4 separate regions of the Mus musculus genome follow, and all the other regions are linked to region 3. A link is a contact called in public Hi-C and HiChIP or PLAC-seq data. All regions are on one chromosome and are shown on one strand. The core of a region is the stretch at or near the end of the contact, and the rest is flanking DNA. Distances in the headings are between cores, read along the strand shown. Region 1 overlaps Srgap3 (SLIT-ROBO Rho GTPase activating protein 3). Region 2 overlaps Srgap3 (SLIT-ROBO Rho GTPase activating protein 3). Region 3 has its middle 26 kb from the start of Srgap3. Region 4 overlaps Srgap3 (SLIT-ROBO Rho GTPase activating protein 3).

What was found. Hi-C and Micro-C count contacts between places; a contact is called where the count stands out from the background. HiChIP or PLAC-seq counts read pairs in DNA pulled down with a chosen protein or histone mark.
Region 1: a contact with region 3 is called in an H3K4me3 HiChIP or PLAC-seq map of embryonic basal ganglia, with 5 times the contacts expected there. The contact joins two enhancer-like sites. A contact is called at or near these places in 2 of 15 datasets of contacts at CTCF or cohesin (both in the NIH/3T3 cell line), 3 of 484 Hi-C or Micro-C datasets (bone marrow-derived macrophages, embryonic stem cells and nephron progenitors), 8 of 115 datasets of contacts at active chromatin or transcription factors (craniofacial prominence, double positive thymocytes, embryonic basal ganglia and 4 more) and 1 of 9 other capture datasets (embryonic stem cells).
Region 2: a Hi-C map of cerebral cortex shows a contact between it and region 3, with 2.2 times the contacts expected there. The contact joins two enhancer-like sites. A contact is called at or near these places in 1 of 484 Hi-C or Micro-C datasets (cerebral cortex), 1 of 115 datasets of contacts at active chromatin or transcription factors (embryonic basal ganglia) and 5 of 9 other capture datasets (adipose tissue, embryonic stem cells, embryonic trunk and 2 more).
Region 4: an H3K4me3 HiChIP or PLAC-seq map of embryonic basal ganglia shows a contact between it and region 3, with 2.3 times the contacts expected there. The contact joins two enhancer-like sites. A contact is called at or near these places in 1 of 484 Hi-C or Micro-C datasets (bone marrow-derived macrophages), 2 of 115 datasets of contacts at active chromatin or transcription factors (embryonic basal ganglia and memory CD8 T cells) and 1 of 9 other capture datasets (embryonic stem cells).

Annotation. Positions count from the first base shown.
Region 1 is chr6:112,727,339-112,730,159 of GRCm38.p6, reverse strand. Srgap3 (SLIT-ROBO Rho GTPase activating protein 3) reads left to right here. Exons shown (of 22, transcript NM_080448.4): 20 at 362-511; 21 at 2,620-2,821. Among named protein-coding and RNA genes, the nearest start is that of Gm26799, 29 kb to the right of the region's middle. Within about 2 kb of position 1,274, at least 127 of the 459 cell types and tissues checked have an H3K27ac peak or open chromatin away from gene starts, as enhancers often do. A contact at or near this core is called in embryonic basal ganglia and embryonic forebrain, where this site is marked.
Region 2 is chr6:112,822,020-112,824,750 of GRCm38.p6, reverse strand. The region is part of intron 2 of Srgap3 (SLIT-ROBO Rho GTPase activating protein 3); the gene reads left to right. Among named protein-coding and RNA genes, the nearest start is that of Gm26799, 120 kb to the right of the region's middle. Within about 2 kb of position 1,465, at least 29 of the 459 cell types and tissues checked have an H3K27ac peak or open chromatin away from gene starts, as enhancers often do. A contact at or near this core is called in cerebral cortex, where this site is marked.
Region 3 is chr6:112,971,608-112,974,307 of GRCm38.p6, reverse strand. No RefSeq gene overlaps it. Among named protein-coding and RNA genes, the nearest start is that of Srgap3, 26 kb to the right of the region's middle. Within about 2 kb of position 1,302, at least 114 of the 459 cell types and tissues checked have an H3K27ac peak or open chromatin away from gene starts, as enhancers often do. A contact at or near this core is called in cerebral cortex, embryonic basal ganglia and embryonic forebrain, where this site is marked.
Region 4 is chr6:112,838,212-112,840,916 of GRCm38.p6, reverse strand. The region is part of intron 1 of Srgap3 (SLIT-ROBO Rho GTPase activating protein 3); the gene reads left to right. Among named protein-coding and RNA genes, the nearest start is that of Srgap3, 110 kb to the left of the region's middle. Within about 2 kb of position 1,441, at least 47 of the 459 cell types and tissues checked have an H3K27ac peak or open chromatin away from gene starts, as enhancers often do. A contact at or near this core is called in embryonic basal ganglia, where this site is marked.

The DNA.
Region 1 (2,821 bases), core at 25-2,524, 240 kb after region 3:
CCATAGGAAACTCAGCATACAGCACCCTATGCTGGGAGACTCAGCACTCAGTATCCCACACCCAGCTTGCAGACTCCAACCCCCATTTCTTCAACCTGTCTCCATCATTGAAAGGGTCTAAAAGAACAAGCTAGTAAAAGATAAAGAAACAGAGATATAGGGGTAGACTACAAGGGAGCCACCTGCTAGCAAGCCTGGCTATGCGAGCATTGTGGTGGGTGTGTGTGGAGGGAAGGTGTTCACCCTGGGCTGCTGGAATAGCCATAGGTGTGTGCAGACAGCTGTGAAGGAGTTCTGGGCATCCCGGTCCTTCCTCAAGAGCATGAGAACCACCTCCAACTCTTGTCTCTCTCCTCCCCAGGGACGATGCCTTCTCCGATAGCCTGAGCCAAAAGGCTGACAGCGAGGCCAGCAGTGGGCCACTGCTGGATGACAAGGCCTCTTCCAAGAATGACCTCCAGTCCCCCACAGAGCACATCTCTGATTACGGCTTTGGGGGGGTGATGGGCCGGTAGGAAACATGGGTTCATTTTTGTTTGTTTGTTTCACTAGTACCCATTTGCTTGTTTGTGTCTGAATTGGGAGAAGCAAGAGGGCAGGAAGGGGAGGAGAAGGCTGTTACAGCACCTTGATCCTACAAGCCACGACCCTGGGAACAGCTGGGTGGGCTGGCTGGAAGGACCCAAAGATTCTCGGGTGTGAGCCACCCAGCTTTGAGGGGGAGGGGAGGGGCATTGAAGAAGGTGGAGGAAGACATATGCTGGGCTCATAGAACTTTTTTATTTTAAATAATAATCATAGGCCAGCCTGACCACATAGTCAGACTGTCTTGAAAATTTAATATGATAGTAGTGAGAGAGAGACACAGAGAGACAGAGACACAGAGAGAGAGACAGAGCAATAAGACTGTCTTGAGTACTAAGAGAGGCAGACGCGCGCGCGCGCGCGCACGCGCGCACACACACACACACACACAGAGAGAGAGAGAGAGAGAGAGAGAGAGAGAGAGAGAGAGAGAGAGAGAAGTTGGCGAGTGCTTTTCTTCCTTTCTCCAGCAGCTCCCGGATCCTTCCAGCTTTCTGCTGGAGGTGATTTGTCATACAACATTTTTAAAGATCTAAAGCTCCCACAGTCCCCCATCCCTGAAACACACCACTTAAACAGAGAGCTCACACCTCCTTTTGTGCCAGTGAAAGTTGATACCCGACTCCGCCCACCTGTTTAGTGGGAGCAGATTTGCCAGTTTCTTCACAGAGGCTGGGCTGCATCACATGACCCTTCTGCCAGCAAGGCGCTGTGCAAGTCCTCCTGGGAACAGGAACAAGAGAGAAAGCTAACAGCCTGTCACTCTGCCTCACCCCCAACCCCGGGTTCTCTTGGAATGTCAAGTCTGTGTGCCCCACCCCCACCCCTGCTGCAGAAGGGTCATGTAATCAACCCAGTCTTTCCAGAGATTGGAAGCCACCTGTGTCAGCATACAATGGGAGCATACTCAAGAATTTATTTTAGTTGAGGTCCTGATGGCTCTTTTTAGAGCTAAGTCTATTCAGTTTGGCTTTGGACACTGCAGGATGATAGAGTCCACAGAGAAGTCAAAGACTGGGGTCCACCGATGAGAATGGCATGGTCCCCTGCTCCTAGGAGGGCCATATCATCTCCTGTCTCTCTCCCCTCTTGCCTCGCTCATCTTTCTTCTTTTCTTTCTCAAAAGCCTCTTCCTCCCCAACACCTATGCTTTGGTCCTATTGGGCCACCTCCAGGCTTGCTTAGCTTTGCTGGGGTCAGAGGGTTTGAATTGCCACCAGTCTCATGGAACTTGGTCCATTCCCAGCATCCCATTCTTCCCTCCCCTCATGAAGACCTCTGTATCTTAGGGGACTTCCATAGGACAGAGCCATCTTTAAGTTATTTTTAAACCCACTCAGATGTGGGCAGGTGAGAGATGATAGTTCATTGATGTAGCTGATTCACCGGATGGACTTGGGAGAATACAGGAAAGCTGTGGCAGACATGGGTCAAAGGCTTGTGCCCTCCCTTCATAAGCAGCTCATACCCTTTTATACCAGTAGAGCACTGGAGGTGGACAAGGTACCCATAGACCAGAAGCATAGTTTAAAATGATGTATTCACTCTTCAACGACTTGGTTTCCATTGGTGGGTGACAACAGTGAACAGGTGTTTTGTTCCTAGAGGTCCCCTCCTGTGCTTACTGTGGCCTTTTGGTACAGTCAAGCCTCAGTGTTTCAAACCAGCTAGAATCTGAAAGGCTTCAAACTATATATGACCAGAGCTGGCCACAGCATTTCCAGTTTGGAATCTTCCTGCCCCGATCTGACCTTAGAATCTACTGACCTTAGGGTCTGCAGTATTGCCATGGCCAGCCTGGCTCCCACTCTCCACATTCCTCCCTGGGTCAGGTTACTCCTCCCCTTTAGGGGAGGTGTCACAGGTCTGAGCCCGCCTTTTATTGCTAAAGTGTTCATTCTGGCTGAATGAGGCTTCACTGTGCTAGCTCCTCTAGATTCCTGTGTAGCTGTAGCATGGGGGTTGGCTGGTACATTCTGAGACTGGCGAGGGTTGACTTCTGCCCCATACTTCCTGCCCCTGGCTCCTTTGCAGAGTGCGACTACGGTCCGACGGAGCAGCCATCCCCAGGCGCCGAAGTGGGGGCGACACACACAGCCCACCCCGGGGCTTGGGTCCCAGCATAGACACGCCACCCCGAGCTGCTGCCTGCCCCAGCAGCCCCCACAAAATCCCCCTCAGCCGGGGACGGATCGAGAGCCCTGAGAAGAGAAGGATGGCGACTTTCGGGAGCGCT
Region 2 (2,731 bases), core at 216-2,715, 150 kb after region 3:
ACTTAAAACGAAAGGCAGACACTGAGCCTGGGTCTGGGGATGCTGTAATCCTGATGTCAGCACCAACTCACGCCAGGGTTCGTTTCCCATCCCCTATAGGTTAGTATCTTCCCTCACCTTTACCTCCCACCGCCAGCTTCTATCAGCTCCAATGGCTATCACATTTACTTCATATTGTTCTTGTCTACCTCCCATCATCTCAGACATCTCTCTTACTTCCCTGCACCTCTGTCTTCACTGTGTCACACCCCTTCCACCTCCACCCTTCATCGTCTCCACTGTTCCTACCTTTCAACCACCATCTACTTTGCTGCACACCATCTATCTTCCACCTTCTCTTGGCCCGTCCATCCCCTCATCGCCTGTATCTCCTGCCATCTGTTTTCCAGCACATTCCACAACTTTGCACTACGTCTGGTTTCTGGCTTCCACCTTCCATCCTCCACCCCCATTATCTTCTTCTTCTCTAACATCCACTTCCCCTTGTTCATCATCCACTGCCTTCCACCTTCTGTATCCTCCACTTTCCACCTTTCATCACCACCACATTCTTTTCTCTTCCATGGCAGGTTTCTTGAGGCTCTTTATGATGGCTACAGCTCCTTCTTCTCTTCTTAGCTTTCCTTATGGTTCTCATGGCTCCTACACACATACCCTGGAAACACCATAATCATCAAACTATTTACCAGGTTGTGAGTTTGTGTGTGTGTGTGTGTGTGTGTGTGTGTATGTGCATATATTTCATCTATGTGCCAATAGCACTTTTTCTGTATTAAGGATGATGGGTAGCTTTAAGAAGTGATATTTATATAGGAGTTTAGTTCTGTCTCCATCCACTTAGGTAGGTAGAATAGGTAGGTGGACTTTAAGGATGATATAGGAACTTATACTTTGCAAATTCATCCATCAGCCTTTAGCTCATGCATCTGAGAATTCTGGTGGGACATGGAAAGTCAGGGCATGTGTCATAGTCTCCAAAGGACAGAAAAGGGGCTTGAAGGGCAGACACAGTGGGGTTCTCAGGACCCACAATTGAAGGGTGAAATAGCTGGCCAGAGAGCCTTCGGTTGGCCCTTCTTTTGCTTGGTTCTGTATATACCACATGTCATGTCCATTTTCTTGCTAGTTAAACCAAGGCACAGAGGTCCGTATGGGAGGAGAGTGAGGCTGCCCAGGTGTTTCCTAGTGGGATAGGGGTTTTCATTTCAGGACTCGACTGAAGATGGGGATCAGGTGCCTGAAGAGGGTGTCAGGTGTGGGGGTTTATGCTCTCCAGATCCCAAGATCCCAGGACACTGGGTTTAGATCCACATGCCTCCTGGGTTCTGCAGGCTTGGATCTGGGTTTTGTTTGCTAAGCGGAATTTTCCAGCCCCCAGCCGGGAAGCTGGCAGAGCTAGCTTGCTGCTAATTTCATTTTCCTAACTCACCAGCTTGGCAAGGCTTGGCCTCTCCAGCTTCAGTCTCTTGGAACCTCATTCCCACCTTTCTTAGCCAAAGAAAGCGAGCAAGCTGTGACTCACCAGAAATGCTCACTGCTAGTTTCTAGCCATAAAGAAGAAAATATATACATCTGCGGTAGTTCTGCCCTTATGTCCTAGCTCAGCAGCTTCTGCCTGCCGGGGAGAGGCTTCGAGGCAAGATGAGAAAAGCAAGAGAGTTAGTGTGCCTGAGATGAGGGGAGGCTGGCTCGCTTCGTTTTAATGTCTTCTAAAATGGAGACTGCAGCAAGGAACAGTAGCAGAGTGAGCTAGAGATCAGCCCTGGGTGCCATTTTGAAGAAAGAACGTGTGGTCCCAGGAAAAGGAGAGCGGACGCACAGGTTCCTGGTACTCCACCCTCATCTGTCACCTGCACTCTTCATATTGATTTCTGCAGTCCCCATAATGCGGATGGTGCATGGGATGAGGTAGCAGGCCCCCCAGGACCCAGCTGCCCTGCGGATCCTCCAGCCTCACTATCCACCACGTTCACCCCTATGAATCTTGCTTCCTCTACTTCGCTTATCTTTACTGAGTCCCTTAAATGTATGTGCCCAACTCCTTGCCCCCCAGGAAGGCCACTCGTCTAGTACTTTTCCTTTGCCACCTCTAATTCTTCTTAGAAGCCTACCTTACCTTTCTCCTCATAGACACTTCAGTGAACCTCGAAGTCAGGTCTCAAGACTCCTGCTCTGAGCCCCTATGGCACGGCATGCCCCTTCATTCTAGCACTTTCTGACCATCTAGTTCTACACTCAACCGGGACATGTCCAGTGACTGTCTTCCCTCAGCACACTGTCAACTGTGTGGAGAACACACACGCTCAAAGGCTCTCTTGAGCCTGGCCCTACAGATTGCCCATCATAAAGGCGTTGCGCAGATGAGCCACTGAATAACAACGAGAAAGCTCTTTTCTTGTGTTTAGTGACATGGTTTGAATAGCTAGGCCACAAGCATAGGTGACCTTTACATGGTAACATCCAGAGGAGGTAGGCATAGGAGAGGACTCCTCCCAGGGCCAGGTGTCTTTTTGTTTCCCCTTGGTGACTCTTATTGGTGGCCCACTTAGGTGGTGGTGAGGGTCTGGTATCCTTCTGCAGCATGACTAGCTCCAACTCTAATCCTGGCTGTGGACAGCTCACCTGGTGTAGTCATTGCTTTTGGTTGCTGTGATTAAGCCATGATTAAAAGAGACTCAGGGAAGAAAAGGTTCATTTTGTTGGCTTAGGGTTCCAGAGGGGAGTCCATAAT
Region 3 (2,700 bases), core at 53-2,552:
CAAGGTCTCCAGCACATTCCTTTGTCCTGGGGCTCCCAGAGGCATGATCCCCAAGAGCGCTGTCAGGGTGCTTGGCCTTATGATTTTCCCAAGCTGTATCTGAGTGCCGAGCCCTCTAATCCTGAGGTTTGGACAGCTTTGAGGCTGGGGAATGACTAAGAAGAGGGTGAGGCGGCTGGCTCATTTTCTCTGGGAGGCACGCTAGAGCTCCAGTCGTGAATTCATCTTGCCACCCAGTGGAAGTGGAATCCTAAACACAAAGCTTCAAATGCTGGTAGATTTTCCCAATTCTGAAATTGCTTTCAGCCAATATTACCTTTGCTTTTGGAGCACAAGCCAGGCTATTGTGCTGGGAATAATCCTTGTCTTACTGGAGTGGCTTGTGTTGCCATAGTTACTATTTGGGTTCTGTGCACCTAAAATTTCAAGTATTTATCAGGTGAAAAGAATTTCCTGCTCTCTCTCTCTCTCTCTCTCTCTCTCTTCCCCTCCCTCCCTCCCTCCCTCCCTCCCTCTTCCTCTCCCTCCCCCCCCTCTCTCTGAGTGTGTGTGTGTGTGTGTGTGTGTGTGTGTGTGTGTGTGTGTGTGCATGCACACGTGCATTACACTCTGCCTTTGGAAAATCAGAGTGAGAAAAATAGATATTATATTCTATTCAATGGCTATTTTCAGTGGGGACTGTCATATAAAGACCCGCAGAGAAACAGTTAACTCTCCAGCAGCGAAAAAAAAAAAACGGGTTTGGCTATGGCCTTGAAAAATGGAGTTATCAGCACCCCGCTGAGGCCCCGCCATCACTGCGGATGATGGATGAAAACGCACGTTGTCACTGCCAGTTGTGCAGCTCAGGAAATTGCACGAGGCAGCTGGTTATTTATGATGGAGCTACACAGAGCTGGTCAGCAGGTTTCTCCATTGCTGCCACACTGTGCCCATGGTAACTTTCTTCACAGTGCTGAAGGGTGGGGCAGAAGTTTTCGAGGAGGTGGCTCTCAGAGGGTGTATGTGTGGCTTAATAGCACAGTAGCTTAGCAGCTACTGGAGGGAGCAAGCTTGGCCATTCAGCATGTGTGACTATCTAGATGGATAACCCACCCGAGACCCGTGTGTTTGTGCTGCCTGTTTGCCTGGCTGCTTCGCAGGCTCGGAGTTGACCCACGGTGGTGCCCAGAAATAGTCCCCTCTGCCTGGTCTCCACGAGCTAGACTGCTTTTTTTATGTGGCTGTCTCCTAGGAGTCCAAAGCTATGCCACATGGCTGGAAGCTGTGTTTACAAGCTTTTCATCTGTCTTTCTTAACTTGTGGTTGCTATGGTTTCCTCAGCCTGCTGGGCCTAGCCCTTGAAGAGGGACAAGCTGTCCACTCAACCGAAAGCCAGAGGCACCAGCTCCATCAGCACAGGCCTTTTGGATATGTTCTCAATGATATCAGACCACCTTTCCATCCCGAGTCCCAGACTTCTCTCCCTTAACAAGGCAGCCTTGGTCATGGCCCCAGGATGATTCCCTCCTGCTGTCTGTCGCTGTTCTGTCTCCAGCATGTTTGTCTCAGCTGGGGTGTTCATGTTGCTTCCCACTGCCCTGACTTCTCAGTGGCTTAGATTTGCTTTGCTGAAATCTATGCAACTCTCTCACCAGCTTTACCTCATTATATGCAGGATACATTCACACCCAGGGTGCCTCTTGAACCCACGGCTATCCTTTGCTGCTGGTTCAGCATTCATTTATTTATTTCGGGTAACAGCACCTTGTGTTTTCCAGGTTCACCTCCCCCAACACATCCGATACAGTTCGCAAGGGTCTGCCGGCCTCACTCCACCCCCAAGGGCTAGCCAGTTAGGATAGCTGTTCCCTCCAGCTTTTACGATGGCTCTGAGATGGACACATGAAGCTGGGGTCGCAAAAAAGTGACTCCTGGAGTGTTCGTTACCAAGTCTCTTGCTCTGTGGTTCTATAGTGGGGTCTGGTGGAATCCTGATACGCAGGAGGTAGGGAGGGCTGCTATCTACAGAAGACAACAGCACGGAGAAGACAGCTGGGAGCACAGCAGATCTGAGACTCCATGTGCGCTCTCACTAGAGTCCAGACTCCGGGTCTGAAGAAATTCTCTTAATGCAAATGACTGTTTGACAGGACCCTAGCCATCCCAGAAAGGTAAACATGGCTCATGCAGGCCTTGCCCTTCTCCCTTGTTCTCTCTGCCTTGCTAGAAACCATTAGATTACATTCCTAAAGCTAGCCCCCCAAGGTCTATTTTCTTATATGACCGATCCCTCTTTCTGAGGCAAACTACCAAGTTCCAGCAATCAAAAGCCACCTTTGATTCATCTAATTAGCATGCCCAATTAAAATTAAACACCTCATCCTAACACAGGGCTTCCCTCTTTACCTTTATAAGCTGTCATTTGCCTATGGATCACAGTCTGTCTCCCTTCTATCCAGTGGCAGTCCTTGTTCCTCCAGGCCGTCCTTTGTCCCCCTCCGGTACAAATGCTCCTCCCCCCTCCCTTGCCCCTTTTTGTTCCCTTCTCCTTCTCCCTCTTCCTCTATCTCCTGTCGCTGTCTCATATTCCTGCCTTCTGTTCCCCTGGGACAAATCTCCTTTGTGCCGAGAACTTGGTCTTGGGGGTCCCGAGCCCCTACTTTCCCCTGCACTGTTTGAATTAGTTTCCTATGACTGGCATCTGAAAGAGTCTTATCT
Region 4 (2,705 bases), core at 192-2,691, 130 kb after region 3:
ATTAAACCAGGTGTAGTGATGCACGCCTTTCACCCCAGGAGACAGGCAAGCGGAGCTCTGTGAGTTCAAGGCCTGCCTGATTTGCACAGTGAGTTCTAGGACAAACAGAGCTACACAGTGAGACACTCTATCTTGAAACCCCCCTCCTACAAATGAAACCAACCAACCAACCAACCCATGAATTAAGTGAGTATAGGGCAAGTCTTTCTTAGAGAAATCACCTGATGACAGCTGTGAGGTCTGTGACCGATCAGAAGCCTCCAGGCTGGCCGTCCCCTCTCTGCTTCCCACACAAAGTGAGGCATCCTGAATCCGAGGCCACAGCTGGATGCTCTCAGTGTTAACGACATCTCATTTTTTTCTCATTTCAATGCATCTGATCCTTTAGGGACCACTGGGCATCAGAGTTCTGAATATTAATCTCCTGTTGAGATTGATCACAGCCACTTTAACTCAGGGACTTGGGCAGGAGGCGGCCTGGCTTCTCCCTGCCTGTCCTTTACATTTCATTGGATATCTGGAAGTCAGGAAAATCTGACAGGGACTGGCTATTATTTGGACACAGCACAGGTGTTAGGGGAAACGTTCTCTCCCACCTCGTCAGATTTTGATGGCGTCTCTTTTGCTGACTGTTCCTTGCTTGCAGGAACTGCAGAACTGGATCTCCCTGCTTGAATGGATGTAGGGAATGGGGATATCTTATTCCTTATCTCCACAGATTTATATGAAATGCTAATTCTTGAGTGTGGGGGACTATGAGGGCCATATCACTTTCTTTTACATGGGGCCGATCTTCATCATCAGTACAAAATAACCGTTATTATTTTATAATGCTAGCCCACAGAGCATGCCTCCTTTTGGGGTGGAGGTGAGAAGTGGAACAGTAGTGTGGACTATATTACTCAGTGCCTTCCCAGCTTATGTGTACCCCACTCCTCAGAAAGCTGCAAGTAGATGGGATTTGTTTCAACAAAGCCTCTGTAGTTTGTAGGCCTACATCATCTACTTCTCTAAAGGAATGGTGGAGGTAAGACCAGACTGATGGGTAGCATGTCTGACAGATATTTGGGAAGCATCTCTGGCACACGATATAAGACAGGCAGCCCAAAGATTCAAGTATCAGGTGAAGCTAGGCAAGCCACCTCATGCCTGTGCCTCTTTCTCCTCCTTGAAACGGAAAGCTGTCTCCCAAGGCTGTAGCATAGATTCATGGAAAACACTGAACTCCACAAATGCCTGCTTTTAATTCCCTCCAGTTTGCAAATGGGAAAACCACAGGCCAGAGATGAACTGGCTTGCTCGAGGTCACAGGACTTGACAGTGTCCAGGCCAAGCTCTGACTGAGTACAGCCAAGTTTAACGTCAGACTCAGCTTTGGCTACAGTAGCACCCAGTGGCCCATTTATTCCAGAGAGAGAAACAGCTTCATCTTGGAGCTGATTTCCTTCAAAGACTTAGGAGCCTGGCTAAACCCTTGCAGTACCTGGCAGAGCCTGTAAATTCCTTGCTCTTTTTCAGACCTCAGTTTTTTTCACCAATGAAATGGTGCAATAGCTATCTCTTCTTCTATGGTCAGAGTGGCAGTGCTGTTAACCTACCTGGCTTGGTAAAGACTAATGAAGGAAGATAGAGATCCTTGTTCAGAGGAAGGAGGGAGAGGAGATGATACAAAGTGCTAGGAACCAGCTAGCCCGGACAGGGACAGAGATTCTGAAGAGACCATCTCACAGAGAGGGTACTCTCCTGGTCTCTTGGGCTGCTCCCTGCTGCTCAAAGACAAAGCAGATGCATCTGGGCCTGGGCCCAGGTTGCCAGGGTAACTGCCTCAGCAGCTGCCTGGGACCTTGCAGCTGAGGCCCTTGGTTGCCAGGGAGGCCACAGAGCTGGAGGGAATGGTCAGGGGGCTGCCAAAGGAAAGCTGCATCTCTGTGTAAGGGAGGCTGGAGAAAGGGGTAGTCGTGGGATCATAGAACCCTCCTGTGGGGCTGTGGACAACTGACATGGAAGGGGACCCTGGGGAATAGCTTTGTGACCAGAGCCTTTGGTGCTCATTGTACACATGATGTTTCCTTCACTGCATCCCTACTATGTGCCAGATCCTGTGTGAAATGCTTTATGCACGTATCAACTCTTACCATTGACAGGCAGATTTAGAAGCCAGCCAGGCTGGCTGTCCCCAGAGCCTCTGAGCATCTCCCCTTTTTACTATGTCAGGACACAGTCCCCTCCTAAGTGTCTGGCATGTTATTTTTAATCTATTACTGGCAACAACTCTGCGGGACAGGTAGAGTTACTTGTCCTCTACAGTGACTGGACACCCATGATTTATAGTGTACCCCTGGTAAGGAAAAGTAATTTTCAGTGACATTGGCTAGATGAATTGACTGGCCACACCATTTTCTCTGGGGTTGGTAGGATACTTGGCTTTGGGCTGGGCAGTGAGGGTCTTCTTTAACCTGTTTTTCCAGGAGTTTTCAGAACCCACTATCTGCTCCTGTCAGAGCACATGTGCACACATGGGAGCCATAGGAGCCAGTATGTCCTGCCCTTTCTGGGCTTCTGTTTCTATTCAGGGAAATGGGTGTAATGAGTAAATTCTATTGAATCTTAAATGATTGCTCTCCTAGTGATGAAATAGTCTACACTGTGCTTGCCGCAAGGCACACATGAGTCTGAGAGCTCGGGAGACATGCGTGTGCTGGAGG